4 separate regions of the Mus musculus genome follow, and all the other regions are linked to region 1. Evidence: chromatin contacts called from public Hi-C, HiCAR-type and HiChIP or PLAC-seq data. All regions are on one chromosome and are shown on one strand. The core of a region is the stretch at or near the end of the contact, and the rest is flanking DNA. Distances in the headings are between cores, read along the strand shown.

Evidence for each region. A called contact is a pair of places that touch in the nucleus more often than the background predicts. HiCAR-type assays count read pairs that join an accessible place to other places. HiChIP or PLAC-seq counts read pairs in DNA pulled down with a chosen protein or histone mark.
Region 2: a Hi-C map of B cells shows a contact between it and region 1, with 6 read pairs. The contact joins the promoter of Hscb here to the promoter of Sart3 in region 1. A contact is called at or near these places in 1 of 39 promoter capture datasets (liver), 1 of 484 Hi-C or Micro-C datasets (B cells) and 1 of 115 datasets of contacts at active chromatin or transcription factors (large pre-B cells).
Region 3: a HiCAR-type map of astrocytes shows a contact between it and region 1, with 4 times the contacts expected there. The contact joins the promoter of Pitpnb here to the promoter of Sart3 in region 1.
Region 4: a contact with region 1 is called in an H3K27ac HiChIP or PLAC-seq map of thymic regulatory T cells, with 8 times the contacts expected there. The contact joins the promoter of Cit here to the promoter of Sart3 in region 1. A contact is called at or near these places in 1 of 39 promoter capture datasets (pre-B cells), 1 of 484 Hi-C or Micro-C datasets (B cells) and 1 of 115 datasets of contacts at active chromatin or transcription factors (thymic regulatory T cells).

What each region holds. Positions count from the first base shown.
Region 1 is chr5:113,770,701-113,773,837 of GRCm38.p6, reverse strand. Sart3 (squamous cell carcinoma antigen recognized by T cells 3) reads left to right here and starts at 1,438. Exons shown (of 19, transcript NM_016926.2): 1 at 1,438-2,517. The coding sequence starts at 2,203. Iscu (iron-sulfur cluster assembly enzyme) reads right to left here and starts at 1,037. Exons shown (of 5, transcript NM_025526.5): 1 at 894-1,037. The coding sequence starts at 1,010.
Region 2 is chr5:110,838,345-110,841,481 of GRCm38.p6, reverse strand. It overlaps Hscb (HscB iron-sulfur cluster co-chaperone), which reads left to right and starts at 1,705. Exons shown (of 6, transcript NM_153571.2): 1 at 1,705-1,986. The coding sequence starts at 1,754. It overlaps Chek2 (checkpoint kinase 2), which reads right to left and starts at 1,499. Exons shown (of 15, transcript NM_016681.4): 1 at 1,434-1,499; 2 at 1-276. The coding sequence starts at 269. RefSeq lists an enhancer at 2,872-2,901.
Region 3 is chr5:111,329,246-111,332,382 of GRCm38.p6, reverse strand. It overlaps Pitpnb (phosphatidylinositol transfer protein, beta), which reads right to left and starts at 1,686. Exons shown (of 12, transcript NM_019640.5): 1 at 1,550-1,686. The coding sequence starts at 1,569.
Region 4 is chr5:115,843,966-115,847,102 of GRCm38.p6, reverse strand. It overlaps Cit (citron), which reads right to left and starts at 1,447. Exons shown (of 47, transcript NM_007708.3): 1 at 637-1,447. The coding sequence starts at 732.

The sequences.
Region 1 (3,137 bases), core at 189-2,688:
CTGTGGCAGGAGCGCCCCCTGGTGCCTTAAGGCTGCCAGCCCGTCAAGGTCCTGCAGCTATAATGTCAACAAAACAACCTTCCCTTTGGGGTAGAAGGCCTTGGGCAAGAGCACCCAAGCCAGAACAGAACAAGCAGCTGTTAAAGTCAGGGACACACTAAGATTTAATAACCGAGCTTTCTCCCGCTAGTTACCAGGAGGCACCCTCATCTGCAGATTGAGTCTAAGCCCTGAGCCCCCATAACGCATCATCTAATCAAGGACTTTGGGGGGGGGGGGAGGGAGTGTCTTGTACATCTGCGGTAGCCTTGTTTTTCGGAGTGAGTCTCCTGTCAAGAGGATTTTAACGTCCCTAAAAGCGTGGGGGCCCGCAAACTACTCTTCTTCTATACTTTCTGCTCCCTACCAATAAACACACAACTGAGAACCGAAGTTTTAATGTTGGGCTAGGTGCTTGGCTGAGCTCGAGGCCATCGGCTCCTAAAAGAGTAAATAAATCGCCATCAGTGGTTTCCCTTGGTTGGACCGAGCGCTCCACGTACGGGGACTTCAGAAGACTCCTGTCAGGTCTGAGAGAAAGGATGGGAGGGGACCAGTGACTTGATCAAGGCCATCTGGCCAGGGCAATGGCTTAGCTGGGGAGGACGCTGGTGCTGTCGAGTGTGCTCAAGCATGCGTGTGTGTGTGTGTGTGTGTGTGTGTGTGTGTGCGTGCTGCCCCTTGACCCCCGGCACGACATACCCGGACCCTCCCTTCTGGGCTGTCAGCCTTGGGACACTCGGAGTGACGGCCGCGGCGGGGCAGAGGCGGCCGCGGGGCTCCTCGGTGCTGGTGATCTGCGCAACGGCGGCAGGTCCCCTCGATGGTTCGCGCACCCCCTCGCCCGCCCATACCTTCTTGTGGTAGAGCCTGGCCGGAGCCGACAGCTCCCGGGCGGGCAGGCGCGGGCTCCGCAGCAGCAGCGCCGACGCCGCCCGCCTCAGACGGCCAGCTCCCGTGGCCGCCGCCATCCTGCCGGCTTGAGCTGCGTCGACCTCGGCGACGCCGGAGGGATGGCGCGCCCGTTCGACGTCACCGCAGCTCGGCGCTTGCGCTGGCGTCTCGGCCCGGCTACGCCCCCTCTGACCGCGCCCTCGGAAGGGGCGTGGCCAGGCGCAGAGCGGGAAGGTCCGAAGCGGCGTGCAAGGTTGTCTGGTGCTGCGATGGGCGTGGGGATGCTCGGTTTCAGGCGTGTTTATGATTCGATCATGCATACGTCCCTGGTAGACTTTTGTTCAGGCTGTGGAGTTCCTTTTCTTTCTTTCTCTCTCTCTTTCTTCCTTTTTTTTTTTTTTTTTTTTTTTTACTAATTCCGAGGTAGCCGTTTCACCCATGGAGCAAATGCATATTAAGTGTACTCTAGGTGTCACTAAAAAAAAAAAAAAAAAAAAAATCCTGGGAGCAAAACGGACGCGATTTCTGGCTCGTTAACCTTGTTGATGAAGGGGAAAGGCAGTGCAGAGGGAAACAGCAACGCTTTTCCGACCTCGAGAACGAGGGGTATAAGAGAAACGAACCCCATCCCTCGACACCTACGTTTGTTTTACCGCCATGCACATCATTCCGAATCAATACTTATTGTAATGTATTATCATTGACTATAAAAATCCACAAAAGCGACTCGTTTAACACAACTACGAGGTACTAGGTGTTACAAAGGGGAGGGAGCTTTATTCGAGAGATGAGACTTTTCCCATGAGATGGTGCATCCGATCGCGGAGGAACTGCAATCTTGTCCGCACTTGAGGGTCGGTTGCCGGGAAACAACCACGCACCGGAGCCGGCCGAGCCTTACAGAAGGTCTTTAGTCCAAAGCGACGACTTTGACCTTCCTAAGATGGCGCCTCGACCTTAACTACGGACATCACGCACGCACCACTTCAGCTGTGGCTGCCACTTCCGGCCCAAAGACCCGACAGCTGTCCACGGTTGTAGCCGGACGCAGGTTATGCTCGTGAGCCTTTTCTTCTGACGGTGGCGTCTGGAGGCGCTAAAGGATAGCATCAGCGGTGGATTCTCCACAGCTTCCTGCTCCCTGAGGCCGTCCGCGACGCTCCCGCTGGTGGCCGAGCGGAGTTTTGATCAGGCAGACGCCGCGGACAGCCCGATGCTCGCCGGGCTTCGGCGGGCGAGGGAAGACCCGAGAGTCGCGGGCTGCGCAAGATGGCGACGACGGCCGCATCTTCGGCGTCCGAGCCGGAGGTTGAGCCCCAGGCCGGGCCTGAGGCCGAGGGAGAAGAGGATGAGGCGAAGCCGGCCGGTGTGCAGCGGAAGGTGCTGTCCGGCGCTGTGGCCGCGGAGGCGGCGGAGGCCAAGGGCCCCGGATGGGACCTGCAGCGGGAAGGCGCGAGCGGGAGCGATGGGGATGAGGAGGACGCCATGGCTTCCTCCGCCGAGAGCTCCGCCGGGGAGGACGAGTGGGAGTACGACGAGGAGGAGGAGAAGAACCAGCTGGAGATCGAGCGGCTGGAGGAGCAGGTTGGCCGGCCTGGGTGGCGGCGGCGGGCTCCCTTCCTCCCTTCGGGTCCCCAGGCCCGGCCCGCCCCCTCGGTCCTCCGTGGTTATGGAGACCGCTGAGGTCGCCGGGACGCCGTGAGCCACCGTGAGTCCCCGCGTCCCCGGCTCAGTGCGCGCCCAGGGCGTCCCTAAAGTATTCCATTGAATAGTGTTTAATCCGGTTTCCCCGGGAAACTGAGGCTCGTTGAGGGGGCTCCTGCACAAGGTGCCACCGCACCTGAGAGTGTTTATCTTTTTAAGCTTTTACTCTCTCTTTTTTTTCTTCTTATTTTAAACTTGTGCTTGTATGCCTGCGTGGACACGGTTGTCTTTTAACCATGTGTGTTCCGGGGATTGAACTCTTGGTCATCAGGTGTGGCGGCGGAGCCATCTCTCCAGCCCCGGACTGTCACTCTTTTTTTTTTTTTTTTCCGAGACAGGGTTTCTCTGTGTAGCCCTGGAACTCACTTTGTAGACCAGGCTGGCCTCGAACTCAGAAATCCGCCTGCCTCTGCCGCCCAAGTGCTGGGATTAAAGGCGTGCGCCACCACGCCCGGCCGGACTGTCACTCTTAACCAAGTGGTTTAACTGTCTGACAGTCG
Region 2 (3,137 bases), core at 456-2,955, 2.9 Mb after region 1:
TCAGGTTCTTGGTCCTCAGGAATAGAACAGAGTTCCTGGGTAGACACTGTCTCCAGCGAGCTCAGAGTCCCAGAACTGGAGTGCGAGGACTGGCTGGAGGACGGCACTGTGCCGGTAGAGGAGCTGGACGAACCCTGATACTGTGAGAGCTCGTGCAACTGAGAAGGAGTGCCTTGGGGCTGGCTGAAGCCACCCTGGGACTGTGAACAGGAAGCACTGTCATGAGCCTTCGAGGAGGTGCTGCTGTGGGACTGATGATGACTCTTCATATCCGACCTCGAAAACAAGAGTCCAACAATAAGGAACAAGGCTCTGGATTCGAGAGTGGAGAAGGGGAGGGAGCAGGAGAGGACTCGGCAGGAAAGTGCACATACTATTCTTGCAGAACCCAAGTTTCCCTACGTTCTCAGCACCAAATCTGGCAGCTCGAGGTTTCCTATAACTCCAAAGTCAGTGGCTCTGTAGTGGATCTTGGCCTCTGCAATCACCAGAGCTCACACTTGCACTTTCCCACACAGATAACATAATTAAAAGTAAAGTAAATCTCTACCCAAAATTAGTCATGTGGCTGCTATAACTCAATGGTAGATGGTTCATCACTTCTCCAACAGAAGCAAAGTACTGGATCCCACTCCCAGTATTGTCAAACATACAAAATGAAGACAGTTAAGGAGTCAAGAGTACAGTTCCCAGCACCCACATCCAAAAGATCACAAACACCTGTAATTCCAGCTCTTGGTGATACAATGCCCTCTATTGGCCCCCGTGCGCACTGCACAGACTTAGACACGTGATTAAAAAAAATACATAAAGAAATTTAAAGGAACGGGCACATTATGACCACCTCAAAATGAAAGACAGGCCCATTCATGAGTGGGGAGAAAAAAAAGTGACCATAGCAAAATCCCAGGATTATGAATAGAATTCCAGAGGCCACTTACAAAGCATTACACCATCTTCCTTCATGTACAGAAGCTGAGAATGGCTTGGTTGTCTCCTATCCATTCCTTGCCATCCTACCCCTCACGTATGCTGAGTATGCAGACGTACCCTCTTCAGTTCCTGCAGAGCCTAGCAGCGAAGATCGGGTTCTCAGTAGGTATTTGGGGAAAGCCATCTAGGGGCTGGCATGAACATTTATAATGTTCGTTATGAAAACTACTTCGCTCTGGCAACGAACAGCCCGGCGTTGTGCCTTCCTATGTGCCCAGACCTGTTTCAGCTCACAAGGAACAAGGAAAGTGAACTTCCCCCCCGCTTCCCCCCCGCGCGCCCCAAGGGCAGATAAAAAGGAAGAATTGACTATGCACAGCGCCCCCTCGCTCGCACAAGAAAGCAGACAAAGCGGAAGCTGCAGAGGGCCCATTTGCACAAGAAGCATGAGAACGGTATTCGACTCCTCAAACACTTAAAGTTTCCCACTTATGACTCACCGCGTGAGACCACCAGGAGCCGCAAACACTGCACAGCCTCCGCCAGTGGAGTGGCGCTAAACCTACGGATACAAACTCCACCCTCAACCAATCAAAAAGCCTTCCTCCCCGGCAGGACCAGTAAGAAAGCCCGAAGATGACTGCCGCGATTAGTCTCAAGGCTTGCTGGGAGTTGTAGTTTAACATGCAGAACGGGACTCGACGTCTTGGTTTCCCGCGGCTAATCCCGCCTCCTCGACTCCCTTAACCAATCAGCAGCGAGACGGTCTTTCCTCCTTTCCCTCGGGTCTTGCTACCTAGGTCAGCGAGCGGCCGTCCCAATGTGGGGATGCGGAGCCCGTGCCCTGCTGGGTGTGTGGGAGGTGCGGCTGGCAGGGTTCCTGGGAAGGAGACTTTTGGGCAGCAATGCCGCCGCGGGGAAGAGCATTGCACCGCAGTGCTGGAACTGCGGTCACGCAAGGGAAGTCGGGTGTGGGGATGAGTTCTTCTGCTCACACTGCCGCGCTCTGCAGCCTCCTGACCCCACTCGTGACTACTTCAGCCTCATGAACTGGTACGGGCGGCGCGTCGTGACGGGAAAGCAGCTCGGGCTTCGTAACCCGAGCGATCTAGGCTTGGGGCCGCGTCTGCGGGGCTGTAATTTCCAGCCAGCTTGGGGGGGTCTGAGGCTGAGGACCACAGTTCAAAGCCATCTTAGGCAATTTGCCGAGACTGATTCAAAACAACTACAAAGATGGATAAGTGTAGGCCATAGGTATAAGTAGTACCTAGTGAGATTTTAGGAGTTTTCCTGAGACGGAGAGGAAATAAAGTTACAGACTGGAGAGAAGATAAGGGTGGAGGCGGGGGTCAAACAGGAGTGAAGTTGCAGATGCCTGTCTGTGATCTAAGCACTTGTAAAGTGGAAAACACAGGTTCAGGAATTCAAGACTAGCAGTAGCTACAAGGACCTTGTTTTTAAACATCAACAAACAGAAACGGACAAGTTTACGGTATAGGGAGGTTTGAGGGCTGAGACTTCTGGAAAATCCATTGGCCAAACTTACAGGAACTGGGAGAGGTTTTTGTTTGTTTGTTTGTTTGTTTTTTAATTTAGCCTCACCTTGAAGTCTCGCCTGGCCTGCCTGGAATTCCACCAACCCCCTCTGCCTCACCAATGCCAGGATTAAAAGCATGCTAGACAACCGTAGGAGATGATACCCCACTTGGAGGCCAACCACACAAATAGGGAACATCTCATCGCAAATAAATTATTTATTTAACGGAGAAAATAAATACAAAACAAGCCAGGTGTGTTGGTGTTATGCCTGTGAGTCCAGCACTCAGAGGGTACAGCTGAGCCTGTACGTTTGATGAGACTCTGGGCTACATGAGACTAGGTCTCAAAAACCGAAAGCAATTAAGAACAAAACAAACCTAGTGTAGTAGCCTATGTCTAAAATCCCAGTGTTCAGTAGGCTGAAGGAAAAGGGTCAAAAGTGGGAACCCAACATAGGCTAAGCAGTGAGACCCTGTCTCAAGAAAACAAAAATTTAATTCAGGCTGAGAATTTGAGGGAGAGACACCAAGAAGTGTTCTCTGTACTTTGTCCCCCCCCCCCTGCCTTTTCTCTTTTTTTAAGACTTATTGATTGTATGTAAGTACACTGTAGCTGTCTTCAGACACACCCGAAGAGGGCATCAGATCTCATTACGGATAGCTGTG
Region 3 (3,137 bases), core at 437-2,936, 2.4 Mb after region 1:
GTTTTCATAAACTCAAAGTTCAGTAGTATGATTATGTTTTAAGTGTAAATCTTTGCTGTGTGCAGAATGCGAAAGTAAGCCTTTTTTCAGACTCCCTGTCACTAAAAAAAAAAAAAAAGTAGTACTTCTTCAGGCCAGAGATGGCCCAGCAGGCAAAGGCATGACTGGAGTTTCAGGTGCAGGACCCTAATAGGAGTAGAGAACTGACTCGAAAGCTGTCCCCTGACCTCCAAAAGCACTCGGTGTACTACCCTGTACACCCCTCTCCATACAAATGTAATTAAAAGTGTTCTCCTAAAAGTGAAAAAGAATCGTCACCAATTCATTTAACAAGAGTTTGCTGAAGGGCTGGAGAAATGGCTCTGCGGCTAAGAGGACTTGCTGCTCTGAGTAACTGGGTTCAGTTTCCAGCCCATGGACGGTGGCTCACTTCTTGCTCTAGTTCCAGGGGATCCAATGCCTAATGCCCTCTTACTACTACCTCCAAGAGCACTGTATGAACGCAGCACATATGCACACACGCAGGCAAACACTTAAATACACATATAAACAGGCAAATCTTTAAAAACACCAAATGCTGGCTGAAGATGTGCTATGTACTAAAGACTGATCCAAAAAAAATGGAGGTATCAGAGTGAGTATCCTGCACAATGTAGGGCGAACAGTCAGAAAGACAAACAATACACACTTCCCAAGACCTTTAAGGTGAGCTACTGATTTGAGGAAAAAGCATTCGAGTCAGCAGAAAGAGAAGGAAAGCCAACATACAGAGCGACAGAGGAACAAGGGGTCTTGTAATGCTGGAATGGGCAAGGAAAAAAAATTACATATGAGCAGAAAATAGAATCTGGGCAGTGTTAAGTAGAGAAACCTTGTTAGTGATTTTTACAAGGTTGACGTTAATACAGGCAAGGAATCTAGACAGCTAACTTAACGTCTTTTTTTTTTTTTGCTTCTTTTAAGAATCTGAAATTAAACCAGGGCCGAGGAAGAACAGCAACAACAAAATGGGTCACACTTGAAATTGCACAAGGGACACCGGCTCAGGTATGACAGCTGAACATTCCCCGCCACCACGGTTTCCTGTGATGTCCGTGGCTCTAAGCAGAGGGGGAAGCCACAACTTCCCAACAGAATGACGGGACCAGTCCGACGAACTTGGGAAAAGTCTTTATTTGCCGTGTTAAGCACCATGTGTTTAACCCCGCACCGAACCCAGTGAAGCAGGTGGGGCCGGTGTCTCCCCATCTTAGAGATGAGGGGTCTGAGAGCGACCGCAGGGGCATGATCTAGAGTGGGCTTCACTGAGCCTGAGGTGGGTCGGGCTCGAACTTGCGGGCGACCCTTCGCCCGGCATTCCCGGCTCCCCCGAGAGCCCCGGCCGCACCGCCGACCCTGGCGCTGACTGCGGAGGGCGGCGGCGCCGCACAGGGCCTTGGGGGCTCCAGGAAGGAGCCAACTGCGACCCGGGAGCGCCCTCCTCGCGGAGCCCACCGATCCTCCCCAGCCCGCATTCCGGAACCTCGTTCGAGCCCAACGACCCACTCACAATTCCTTAATCAGCACCATCTTCCGGGAACCCCTCACAGCCGCCGCCGCCAGCCGCCACCGCCGGGCCTCGCAACACGCAAGCGTAGCCCCGCCTCCCAATCGTCCGAGCCCCGGGAGCGCCTGCGCGTCCGCGCCCTTCCGCCGCCGGCCATTGCGTCAGCGCGCCTGGGGGAGCTGACTCCGCCCAGTCCACGCCCCGCTCACGGAGCACGAGGCCTCCACTGCGGCTGCGTGGCCCCTTGGCGCGCTGGTGAGCCTTGGAGCGCGCCTGCGTACTCTCGGCGAGCAGTGGGGCAGCAAGCGCGGCGTCCTCCTGCCAGCGTTAGTCTCTCACGGCGCTGTGCAGCCTATGGTTTCCAGTGAGTTCTCCAGTCGGGACCCTAAACGACGTTGAGTTCGCACAGGTGTGGGAGCCGAGGACGACCTCAGGTTTAGCAGGAGCGTGTTCTAGAAACCCAGACAGACCGGTGTTAAAATCCTGATGTGTTCGCCCCTTGTCCTAACTAACCTTTTTAAGGGTACATCTATCTGGTTTGCCTGTATTGTGTCTGCTCCCTGTGTGTCTCATGCATACTGAGGTTCACGTGTAACTGGAGATGCAGACAGTTGTGAAATGCCATGTGAGTGCTGGGAACCAAACCTGGGTCCTCTGCAAGAACCCCCAGTGTTCTTAACAACTGAGCCCCTGTCCAAACATTGAATCCTCAACAAAAGCAATTTTGCATGAGACAGACCCAGACCCAGTTGGGTAGACTAATTCTAGACGAATTCTACGTGTCTAAGGCATTGGTTTTTCATTATGTGCTTTCGGGGCAAAGAACTCACTACAGGAAGAATGAAAGTTAAATTTTACTAAGACCAATCAGAAGCCCGTCCCAACACGGGCTTTAAGCACTAGTTGACCTAACAACTTTGATAAAACAATTTTGAAACAGTGACTAAGTACTGCTCTTGGACTGCCCTCTGCTTCCTCACTCACTGAACTTAGTAACTTGGGATTCAAGGACCTTTTAGTGGGATTCCTAGGGAGCTGGATAGCTGCAGGAATAATCTTCTTTGTGTCAACGGGCATTTTAGGTAAATTTGATTTCTCTATACTTTGTGTCAAACCATATTTTTTCCCTCATCGAATGATCTTGAAAATATTTTCATAAAAACTAGAAATAGTCTCAAGAATATTCTTCCCCTCTCTAGTGATTGATTTATTTATATTTTATGTACATTGGTGTTTTACCTGCATGTATACCTGGATGAGGTCAGATCCCCTGGAACTGGAGTTTCAAACAGTTGTGAGCTGCCACGTCGTGGGTGCTGGGAATTGAACCCAGATACTCTAGAAGAACCACCAGTGCTCTTAACTGCTGAGCCATCTCTCCAACCCCAGTCCCAAGTGTTCCTTAATTTTGTTAGATATCAGAGCATAGGTCAGTTGTCCCGATTTGGGAAACTGGGTTGGACTTTGAAGATGAAGCCCTGGACCTGAATCCTGGCTGGTTGACTTCAAGAAATCTGGAATAAAGAATCTTGTAGAGACTTAATTTATACAACCAAAGATAGGTGACTGTTTAGAGAATAAAAAGTAGGAA
Region 4 (3,137 bases), core at 198-2,697, 2.1 Mb before region 1:
GAAGAGATGGCTCAGGGGACCACAATCTGGATCCCAAGGCCCACACAGGCAGCTCACAAACACCTGTAATACCAGCTCCCACATCCAAAGGATCCAAAGCTAGTTTCTAGCCTCTCTGGGTACCCAGACACAAGACAGATGCAGACAGACAGGCCCGTGTGCGTGCACACACGCGCGCGCGCACACACACAAATACACCCTAGAGACAATTTTGGTTTCTTCCATTGAAAGAAGCAAAAGTTTAAAAGTGTGGAGTATGGGCTGGCGAGATGGCTCAGCGGGTAAGAGCACTGACTGCTCTTCCAGAGGTCCTAAGTTCAAATCCCAGCAACCACCTGTAATGAGATCTGATGCCCTCTTCTGGTGTGTCTTAAATCAGTTACAGTGTACTTACATATAATAATAAATAAATCTTAAAAAAAAAAAGTGTGGAGTATGAGAAATGAGGGGACTCCCCTGGGGCACGTCCAGCCACGTACGTAATCATCAGCACAGTGGCACCTCAGTCCAGCTCAGGCAGGACATGTAAAAGAACAAACAGGATTACCCTAAGAATACCAGTCTCTGTCCATAATACAACCAAAGACGGCTACCACAGCAGACACGGGTGTGCATCGCTGGCTGGCAGCTGCTTACCTGGAAGAAGAGATTTAGCCTGGAGGCCCGACTGGCAATGGGCTCGGAGGCACTGGCCTCCGGCGGGTTCCGCACACCATACTTGAACTTCAACATCTCTCCGCCAACGCCGAAGGAACACTGGGGAAAGTCAAGCGGGTACTGACATTGAAGGCAGGAAGGGCTTGGCAGAGTCGTGTCTCCCTAAAGAGATCAGGATGAGGAGGTGGCGACCAGCCTCCACGGCACATGGGGCACAGACACAGGAAGGCCAAAGGTACTCATACACATAAGGGATGGAAATAAATCATTTCCAAAAGAACTACCAGCCATTGGTGGACTAGCAGACTGCAGCCTAATAAATCTCCACTTTTCCATTCTACCAGCTCTTTTCCCCTAGAAAACCCTGACGAACACAAATATCTGATGTCGCGTAGCTACATAGACCTAACCTGTGAACCAAGCCCAAAGGGTTTGATCAGTGAGCCTTGAGGATTATCCCAGGGAAAGGAAGGTTCACTGCCCCTGGAGGGTACAGAGATCAATGATCCTGAGGAAGATCGGTTGCCTGACTGACCAGATAGGCTAGAGAGGGAGAAAGACACAAGAAGGAGGCGCTGGGTTAGGCACGGAATAGAATACAGAGCCCACTTTCCCACCCAAGGCCTCAGTCCAGCTCATAGAATGAAGACACAGGAACAGAGAGATTAAGTGAGGGAGATAAGATCACACAGAAAATGGGAAGCGCCATGGGCAAGAATGCAGGTAAAGCTTGCAGGGGACAGAGACTGGTCTACAGGGGAATGGGTCCTCTTTAAGGGGCCCTGAGGTCCTCCGGCAGCACACCCAGAGACACTAACAACAACTCCTGCCCCAGACCCCAGGCTTCCCCCAGGACACCCCAAGGACGAACCAGAGACACTGGGTTGAACCCATTGTCCCGCCCCCAGGGCTGCACCCACAGACCCCGGGCTACCCCCAGCACACCCATGCTGCAGCCGCAGCAGACCCTCAGGAGCCCCCTCCCCCCGCTATCCTGAGGCCTTGGGTGGGAAAGTGGGCTCTGTATGAACGGGGTCGACCAGGGAGACCTGGGAAAGGGGACTGCCCCCCGCCCAGAGCCTCTCCAATCCCCCAACAGACACACACACAAACTGGACTCACACTCCGCAGACCCCCGGCTTACATTCGCCCCGCTCCGCTCCGCCCTGAGTCTCCCGCCCCAACGTTTGAAGGAAACGACGTGGGCAGGTCTCGGCCGTGCCTCAACCAATCAGCGCTCGCCATCTACTGATGGACAGCGGGGGTCTCCACCAGGACCCGCCCAGATCTCGGAGGGCTAGAGGAAGTGAAATGGAAAAGCCAATCACATTGTCTCTTCCTTTGACTAGCGACCAATAGAAAGAGGGCAAAGGAATCCAGGCGGGGTTGGGCTGGGAAGTTTGAAATTGGCGGTTGGCAGGATGCTGTGTTTGGAGATGGGGTCCCCTGCGGAGTCTGCGGCGCTGTCCATTTCTGTCCGAGCTCCTGCGGGGAGCTCTGCCCGAACTGCCTGCCTCAGATAAGGATGCTAGGAAACAAACTCCAGCCCTCTGCAGGAATGCACTCAATTGAGCCATCGCCCACGCCTAACGTAGGCGCCGGGGTTACGTGGGGGGGAATCAGGAAGCTGTGCGGTACAGCTGAGGCAGAGGAGTAATCGGAACCCACTCCAGCCTGCCTGCCTTGTACCTTTGGGTTGAGCCGCAGCAAGATCGTGAGGTCTCACCACAAAGATATGTTCAAGTAAATTTAAGCCAGGATCACTAGACCGCCCCCTTCTCTCAATGAGAAAACCCAGTGGCCATCAGTGTGTGGAAAGTGCCCAGCCTCGTTAGCAATGTGGGGGAAGGTGTTTGTGAAGAGGCGGCGCTGTTTACATTCACACAAGGGTAGGGTGTAAACTGACCTGTGAAGGGGCAATCTCGAAAAAGGAGTGTAGTATTTGCTAACACTGAGTGAGGCTCTCTGCACTCTATGACTACTAGGAATAGCTTTTCTAAATTATGTAACCGTGAAACGCATTCTAGAGAGCGAGCTCGAAATAGTGTTGTCTAACGCAATGGCAAAAGCTGGGGCAATGGCTCTGCGACTCTTCCAGGGGATCTTCCCTTGATTCCCAGCACCCACCTCAAACCCCTCACAACTCCCTGTAATTCCGGTTCCAAAGGATCAGATGATCTTTTCTGGCCTCTGCGGGCACCTGCACATAAGTGCACAGTGCACCTACACACACACACAAAAGAGACAAGTGTAAAAAATCAAGACAGCAACGCCAGGAAATAAGGCACCTAGGGTCCGAATGGAGGCTTTTGAAGGGACCATGAGAAAGGCAATGACCTTTTTCTTGACCCGATGATACTATAGCTATTTTGTGGGGGTTGGATGTAGGGGTGAGAGAGGGGCTGATTTTTTTTAGACAAAAAAAAGGAGGGAGGGAAACTGAGTCACACACCAGTAAGTGCAGGGTTAGGATCTGAACT